Regions from separate parts of the Ovis aries genome. Here region 1 is linked to region 2. Evidence: chromatin contacts called from public Hi-C data. All regions are on one chromosome and are shown on one strand. The core of a region is the stretch at or near the end of the contact, and the rest is flanking DNA. Distances in the headings are between cores, read along the strand shown.

The links. Hi-C and Micro-C count contacts between places; a contact is called where the count stands out from the background.
Region 1: a contact with region 2 is called in a Hi-C map of mixed tissues, with 2.0 times the contacts expected there. The contact joins the promoter of DNAJA4 here to the promoter of CIB2 in region 2. A contact is called at or near these places in 2 of 16 Hi-C or Micro-C datasets (mixed tissues and retroperitoneal adipose tissue).

The regions. Positions count from the first base shown.
Region 1 is chr18:28,475,335-28,478,988 of ARS-UI_Ramb_v3.0, forward strand. DNAJA4 (DnaJ heat shock protein family (Hsp40) member A4) reads left to right here and starts at 2,212. Exons shown (of 7, transcript XM_042235183.1): 1 at 2,212-2,461; 2 at 2,820-2,958. The coding sequence starts at 2,382. LOC121817100 (a long non-coding RNA gene) reads right to left here and starts at 2,574. Exons shown (of 2, transcript XR_009597233.1): 1 at 1-2,574.
Region 2 is chr18:28,329,164-28,333,305 of ARS-UI_Ramb_v3.0, forward strand. CIB2 (calcium and integrin binding family member 2) reads right to left here and starts at 2,836. Exons shown (of 7, transcript XM_042235178.2): 1 at 2,681-2,836.

The DNA of each region.
Region 1 (3,654 bases), core at 962-3,461, 150 kb after region 2:
GCTATTTTAAAGTGAAAATGAAGGAGAAGGGAGGGAGGCAAGGGGGGCGGTGCTCAGGAGAGTCAGAGACGTGAAAAATTACCACAGGTCAAGTGTAAATTCAACTAGGCCAACAGCGTCTGCTAGCTGATATTACTGAAGTTAGAATTCAACTGTCCCACGGAGATCAGAAGAGTTAGAATTCAACTGTCCCACGGAGATCAGAAGACAGAGGCCCCGCCCTCAGGGGCTGGCTGGAACAGACAATAAAAATCTTTGGCAGCCCTGAGTTTTCCTCAGGCAAGCAGTCTGGGGCAGTGTTGGTGTCATCTTAGGGAGGCAGTCTTGAGCAGTTAGAAACTACGTTAGTACGTGTTTGAGTCTTTACAGGTCAAGGTTGAGGCCAAGGTGGAGAAAAGGGCTCCGAGGAGCCTGGCTAGAGTTTCATAAAGGAAAGAATCTTTGTCAGCTTCTTCAGCTTAGATAGGGCTTCCCTGGTGCCTCAGTCGGTAAAGAATCTGCCTTCAATGTGGGAGATTCAGTTTCAACCCCTGGATCAGGAAGATCCCCTGGAGAAGGAAATGGCAACCCACTCCAGATTCTTGCTTGGAGAGTTCCATAGACAGAGAAACTGGTGGGCTACAGTCCATGGGTCACAAAGAGCTGGACATGAGTGACTAACACTTTTCAGCTTAGATAAAAGCAAAAAGAACAAAATGCATCATGGTGCGATGAGACCATGTGCCAGCTGCTTGAGGAGGTCGTGAGGCAGATACTGTTAATATTATCCCTATTAAAAGGCTGAGGAATCTAAGGCTCAGTTAAATCGCCTGCCCAAGGGCAGGCAGCCTGATGTAGCAACTGGAACCTAGGTCTCACTGATTCCAGAGTTCACAGTCCCATTCTATGCATCTGGGCTCTGACCACTCACATAGGCCCTTCCTGCCAGTCGCTGGTTCAGACTACTGAATCTGGGTAAATGTGTGGTGTAGGGCAGTGGCTCTCAGCTCTGGCTGCACGCTGGAATCACCTGGAGAACTTGAAAAGGACTGACACTTGGGTTCCACCAAGAGAAGTTTGGATGCGATTAGTCTGGGGTGCAGCCTGGACACAGGGATTTTTAGACGCGCCCAAGTGATCCCCATGAACAGCCAGGTTTGAGATCCACTGTCTTAGAAGCCTTCAGTCATCATCCCATTTGATCCCTGCAAGAGCCCCGTGGGGGTGGCAGGCAAGTGGCAATAACCATGTCCTGCTGATGAAGAAACAAGTTCAGAGAGGCTAAGGCTTATCTAGTTAATAACATCTGGATATGGAATCAAGCTTGTTGACTTCCAGCTCTGAGCATTCTCTGCTCTCCAGTGGTCTAATTGAGAGGGGAAAAGCAATGTTTCCAAGAACAAAAATGAGCAGCTTAATTTCTCTCGGAAGTTAAAAGTCATTTCTCACCCCCACTGACTACCTGGAGGAGGGTATGGTGCTCGCCTCAGCCACAGGACCCAAAACGAGGCCAAGGGATCCCAGGAAGGTGAGCAGCGGCCTCCCCTTCCTGACAGCGCTCCACCCGCAAAGTCAAGGCTGGGCTGGAGCAGAAGGCCTGCAATTCTCTGATAGTGCTGCCTGCCACGCCCACGTCACTACAGTGAGTAGCGATCCTGGTTCCCAGGCACCCACCGGGAGCTGGGCACAGCGGAAGAAGTCAGGGTCTTGTTACCGCACCAGGCAGGGAGGGTCCTGCTGCAGTCTCCAGAACCACTCTCCTACCCGACTCCCCACGCCCATTGCGCCCACCAGCCTGGACCAACCTGGGTGGTTCGGAGGAGGAGGGGTCTCTGCCCACCTTTGGGAGACATAGGGGATGTCACTGCTCCTATCTAACGGGCGTCATCTGGGGGACGTCACTGCTTACTCTTGGGAGACTTCAGGGGTTCCCAGTTGTGGGTAGTTGAGAGACCACCATCCACAGCTGGGGCCAGCAAAGCACCACTGTACGCACCTGGAAGGGCTTTGGCTCACCTCAGCCTTGAAGATGCCCCAGGGGAGGTGCCAGCAGCTGCAGGGCCTCGGGAAATGCGGCCCTAGCACAGTAGAGGGCCCCTACCCACTCAAAACCCCTAAAAAAATGCAACAATACGAGGCAGGCCTCAGGGCGCATCCCAGCCATGACCAAACAAGAGGACGGCCACACCCCCAGGGAGAGGCCGGGTGGGGAACGCGGGGCGCAGCCCTCCCAGTCCAACCCCTTGGGGCAGGGTTCCCGCCGACGCTGCCCTCCAGACCACCCGATCCTCGAGCCGGCCAGACCCACGGACCCGCGGAAGGGAAAGGGGACGGCCTCGCGTCGGCGGGACGGCCGTCGGAAGGCGCCCTCCACGCCGAAGCCGTCTTCCAAACACCCCAACATGGCCCGGGGCGGCAGTCAGAACTGGAGCTCCGGGGAGTCAGACGGGCGGCCGGAGGAGCAGACGACCGAGGATACCGGGTGAGCCGGGGGGTGTCGCGCCGGGCCGGGGCGTCGGGAGTCCCGGCCGAGAACCTGTCGCCGCGCCCCAGCCCACCAGGTCCAGGCGCCGCCGGAACCTCCGCGAAGGTTCTGGGCCTTTGTGGCGTCACTGTCTCCTTGCGGAACCTTCCGCCGGCGCCGGATAAAACCCGCCGCGGAGGAGCCGGCGGCTCGAGTGCGGCGGTGCCGGGCGCGGAGGTCGGCCCGGCGCGGGCGGGCGGGAGGGCGGCGGCGGCGGCCGTGACCGTGACGCGCGGGCGGGCGGCGGGGGCGCGGGCCGGGGGCCCGGCGGGGGCGTCCGGGGCGCGCTGACCGTCCTGCCCGCCCCACCCCGCAGAGACAAGATGGTGAAGGAGACCCAGTACTATGACATCCTGGGGGTGAAGCCCAGCGCCTCCCCGGAGGAGATCAAGAAGGCCTATCGGAAGCTGGCGCTCAAGTACCACCCAGACAAGAACCCGGATGAGGGCGAGAAGGTGCTGGCCGGGCTCGGGGCGGCGCGGGCCGGGCTCGCGCGGGGCCCGCCGTCAATTATTCAGCCCGCAGCTCGGGGGCTGTGAATTATTGAAGGCGGCGGGGAACCCGAGCCACGCTTGCTGAGGAGGCGGTCGCCAGGTGCCGCGAGCACCCCGCCGCGGGGCCGGGCCGGGCCGGGCCCTGGGGTGGCCCGAGGCCGAGGGGGCGCGGCGCGGTCAGATGGAGGGCACTTCGCCGAGCCCCAGGCTCGCCGGGCGGAGTATCAGGACTGGTGACCCCTGGCGACTCCCCGCTCGGCCCATTCATTCCTCTGGTCGCTCCACAAGTGTTTAGGGGGCGCCTCTGAATGCGGGGGAGGGCCGGGACGGAAACGTGAGGGCCCCCGTTCTCCTAGGGTTTACGGACATTCCTCTAGGAAAGGCTGCCAGCACGCAGGGAAACTGAGGCACACGCGATCAGAAGTTGTGTTCCTGCTGGGAACGACTGGATTTGAGTTAGTCTTGTTCTGTTTTTCTCTGTTGATGCACAAGCCTTGGAGATGAATTTCTTTAATCTGAGCTAGTACCTTGGACATCCCGGTGTCCCTCTGGAGAATAGCTGACTTTGTCCTGTGTGCCTATGTCCTGCCCGATCAAGGTTGTCAGACACTGACTAATCACCTTTTCTTTATTAGACAGAGACATGGAGATCTTTAA
Region 2 (4,142 bases), core at 1,586-4,085:
ACCAGGAGAACAAGGCCAGAGGTGAAGCCATGCTTGGCTAGAAGCCCTTCGGTGTGCCTGGAACTTGGGGTGCTAGGGGAGGGGTGAAGAATGACTCTGGAGGCTGGCTGACCCCAGACTAGGCCGGGGTGAGCTCTGCTCTGCACTCTGCTTAGGCTATTATCCCAAGACACTGCGGAATTCCAGGGGGAAGAGAGGGTCACGCCCATGTTTTAGAAAGATCCAGCACATCCTTGACCCTGCACTTCTGCTCCAGGCATGCACAACCGAGAGATGGACAGCTCCCTAGGGCCTCCCACAGCAGTAGAGGGTTGGATAATATGTGTACAGCGCAACTCTAGGCCCAAGAATTCTTTTTTAAAGGAAAACTTGCTTTACAATGGGGATGCATGCTGTGTCTGCTGAAAGAAAATGAGAAGGAGGGAAGGGAATGGAATGAGAACCTGAGGGATTGTGGTAGCAGCGTGTGGATGGAAATTACATCCTGAAACTGAGAGGCCTGGCCCCTTTCCGGCTGTGGAGATGGAGGAGGGGGTCCCCAGGTGAGCCCCCAAAGAGGCTTGAGTCACAGGACTTGTTCTTGACTGAAAACATGGGCCATAGCAGAGCAGTGTCAGACTAGCTGGAGGAGCAGTGGAGGGTCCTGGGGAAGGCAGTGGGCCCTTGGCAGTTTGAGGGGTCGGTGGGAGGGGGTTGGATCTGGAAGGCAGAGAGGTGGTCTAGGGAGACACCTGAACTTTGGGGATGAGGACTGGGGAAGAGGGCAGGAAACGCTGGGGATCTGTTGGGGGAGGGGTGGCTGTTACTCGGGGTCACCCCCAGCGGCCCTGGCTGGCCCTGGCCGGCTGGAGAGTCTCAGAGAGGGAGATGTGGGGCTCTCTGGTTTCACAGCTCTCACTTTTCCCACCAAGCTCAGCCTCTGGCAAAGGATCAGAACCCAGCACTGGGCCTGACTCTGAAGGGAAACTCAACGCCAGGCTGAACTGAGTGGGAATCCAGGTTCCCTACCCTCATGAGGGGACTCTCTTGAGCGTGGCTACCTGCTTGCTTGGCCCCACCTGCAGGTCTTTACCCAAGCGGTCTTCTCGGTCTAGAAGGCCTCTTCCGGGACCCTGATGACCAAAATGCCACTGATCTTTCAAGGGTCTGTGCAACTGCTGTCTTATTTCCAGACCTACCATTCAAAGCAAAGCTCCCCTTCCCTCCAGGTCTCCCATTGACCCCTAGAGCCCTCCCCTAGAGCACACTCACAGCCTGCCTCTCTGGAGGTAACAGTCTGTTTCTGCAGCCAGCGAGGGCCTTGAAGACAAAGAGTACACACAGCCCCCAGCCTCAACAAAAGGATTGAGCCTTGAATTCACAAGTCAAATTCTTGTGTGAACTTTCACTCACAGGGTACTGAATGGCTCCTCAGCCTTTGTTTACTCTCCTGTAAAACAGGGCTAATAATCCTGCTCTCGGTGATGATCAAATGACTTGATGCATAGAGAGCATTCATTATAGCGTTGGGCACAGGGAAGGCACTCCACCGATGTGGCGCCCCCCACTCCTTCTCAGGGCCTCACGTGGAACTGAGAAAGTACTGTTATTGACAACCAGCGCTTCCAGGAGCAAAAGGGGTGCCCACATCAGAGGACCCATACTTCAGGCTTGATTCTGAAATGTTCACAAAGGCAAGGGGCGGCCATGGAGACCCTACGGGTGTTCATCTCCCCCAGTCATGCTTCACATAGGCCACAATACTGTCTAGGCCTCTCTGCCTGGCAGAGCCTGGAAAGAAGCATCAGAGTTGGGCCTGGGAGGATAAGCGAGATCACCTGAAGCCTGAGGAGCAGCATCCCAGAGAATGTGCAAAAAGGAGCAGGAAAGAGCCCAGTGTGTCAAGGGAAGGAGGATAGCTCTGCGGTGGCTGCAGTGCGCAGGGCAGGAAAAGAGCCTCAGCAGGCTGGCCAGGGCTCTGGGCAAGTCAGGAGTTTGGGCTCCATCCTGCAACCACAGAAAAGTTTGCACATGGGTGGGAGGGCACTGGGATATGATCTGGGCAGCTCCCTAACTCTGGAAGCAGAGGGACCTAGGAGGGGTGGTTGCTGGGGCCTAAGGGAGCTCGGAGAGGTGACCATATAAGGCTGGCACCTGGCTTGACTTCTTGTGCCAGTTACTTTCATGCGGGGGGCAGAGGGAAAGATCCCAGTGGGTAACAAGACATCCCCAACCCAGAATCGTATTTGGGGACTGACGCGCTTCACTTCCAACCCAGCTCATTTTTGCTGTACAGACTCACTCTCCTCGGCGGCTTCCCGGGTTTTGAGGGCTGGGAGAGTCCTCCCTCCAGCTTAAGTTTAAGGATTCCATCTCAGCGCCAATGTGGGCTCTGGGATGAGTGGTCGGGAAGGGGTTTGGGTCCAGACTGGGGCCAAAAGCAAGAAGTTTGAATGAGAGAGAGAAAAGGGGAGCAGAAAGACACGCCTGCGAGAATCTTCTAACTGGAAAGCTCTCATTCCTCGGGTGGGGAAACTGAGGCTTGGAGAAGTCACCGGCCCAAGGTCACGCGTCGAGCTGAAGGCAGAAGCAAGGTTTGAACCTGGTGAACCGGCTTTCGGGAGGCCTCTGCAAGCGACGGGAAAAAGAAGGGAGGGAGACGAAGGGCGCCGCTTCGGGATCCGGGGGCGGCCAGACTCACCTGGTAGTTGTCCAGCTGCTCTTCCGTGAAGATGGTCTGCTTGTTCCCCATGGTGGCCGCGGCGCCGTCGCTTGCCCGCCCGGGCTCCGCCTCCCATCCGCGGCCGCCGGAGCCCCGCGCCCGCGGCCCTCGCCAGCCCCGCGGCGGGCAGCTTCCGACGGCCGCCGGACCCACCGCCCCGCCCCGCCCGCGCCGCGCCGCGCCGCGCCCCGCAGCCCACCGAAGGGGGCGGGGCGGGGGCCTGGGAGGCGGGGAAGCGGACCCGGAGCGCTGCGACTCCGCCCCGCGGCCTGGAGAGGGCGGGCGCCCGGCTCCCGGCTGCCGCGCGCCCCGGGCCCGCCAGGGGGCGGCCTGGTCTCGGGAGGTGCTGCCCGGCCTGTCTGGCGCCCGCGCCCGAGGCGGCTGGGCGGACCCGGGAACTTCCGGCCGCCGGGAGTCCAAGGGGCGCGGGGCTGAGGGTGCCAGGCCCGGACCGATCCATCTGAGGGGTGCAGTGGGGGCAAGTAGGTGATCTTGGCGCCCCTGCAGCTGGGGCGCAGGGCGTTAGCGCGGAGCAGGGGGAGAGCCGAGGACTGTGAGTGCGTGGATGCAGCCAGGGCCCGGTTCTGCCAGCATCTCACAGCCTGACCTTGGGCCCAGCCCCTCCGCGGAAAAGGAGGGAGTCTCTCGAGATGACCTTTAAGGTCTCTCCTGGCCTGATCTGGCCTTTGACCACGGCCTGGACAGAGTATCTCAGGCCTTCTGGGTCCCTTAGGGAGGAGGACGGGATTTGCTTGTCTTTCTTTGAGCCTTTGGATCCAAACGAGGGACTTGAGGGGGGTTAAAAGACTGTGTGCAGAGGCTTATTGTGACAAAGGCCAGGGCGTCTCCTGGGGCTTTTAAAGAAATGCCATCCACTGCAGCAAATGGAGCCACCGCTGACTAGTTACCTTTTATGGGTCCAGCTCACACACTGGTTATTTCTAATCCCAGGACAGCTGATTCTGCAGGTATTATCTCCATTTTACAGGTGAGAAAACTGAGGCTGAGAATCGTTCAGTAACTTGCCCAGGGTTCCACGGCTGGGAGGTAGCAGAACCTGAGCTGGACTCCAGCACTGGCTCAGCCCACACCTGGACTTTGATGAGAAGGCGGGGACTTCATGCCTTAAAATCGGTGGTTTGTTTCTTTAACCACCGAGAGCAGTGCATCAGAACCACTTGGGAGGCTCCACCCCCAGAGTGTCTTGATTTAGTTCTCCAGGGGTGAAGAAGGTGGGCGGGCAACCAGTTCCCAGGTGATGCTGCTGCTCCTGGCCCTGGCTTTGAGTTGCTAAGGCTGAAGGTCCGGGTTCCAATAGGAGCAAGGATCTAAGTTTGGCAGACGACCCCTGGTATTTCTACATTTTCCGTTTGTATCTGAGGTTCCTGGTTGGAGTTTTCTGACACGATTTTGCCACCCTCTGGTGAAAGTAGCAGCCATC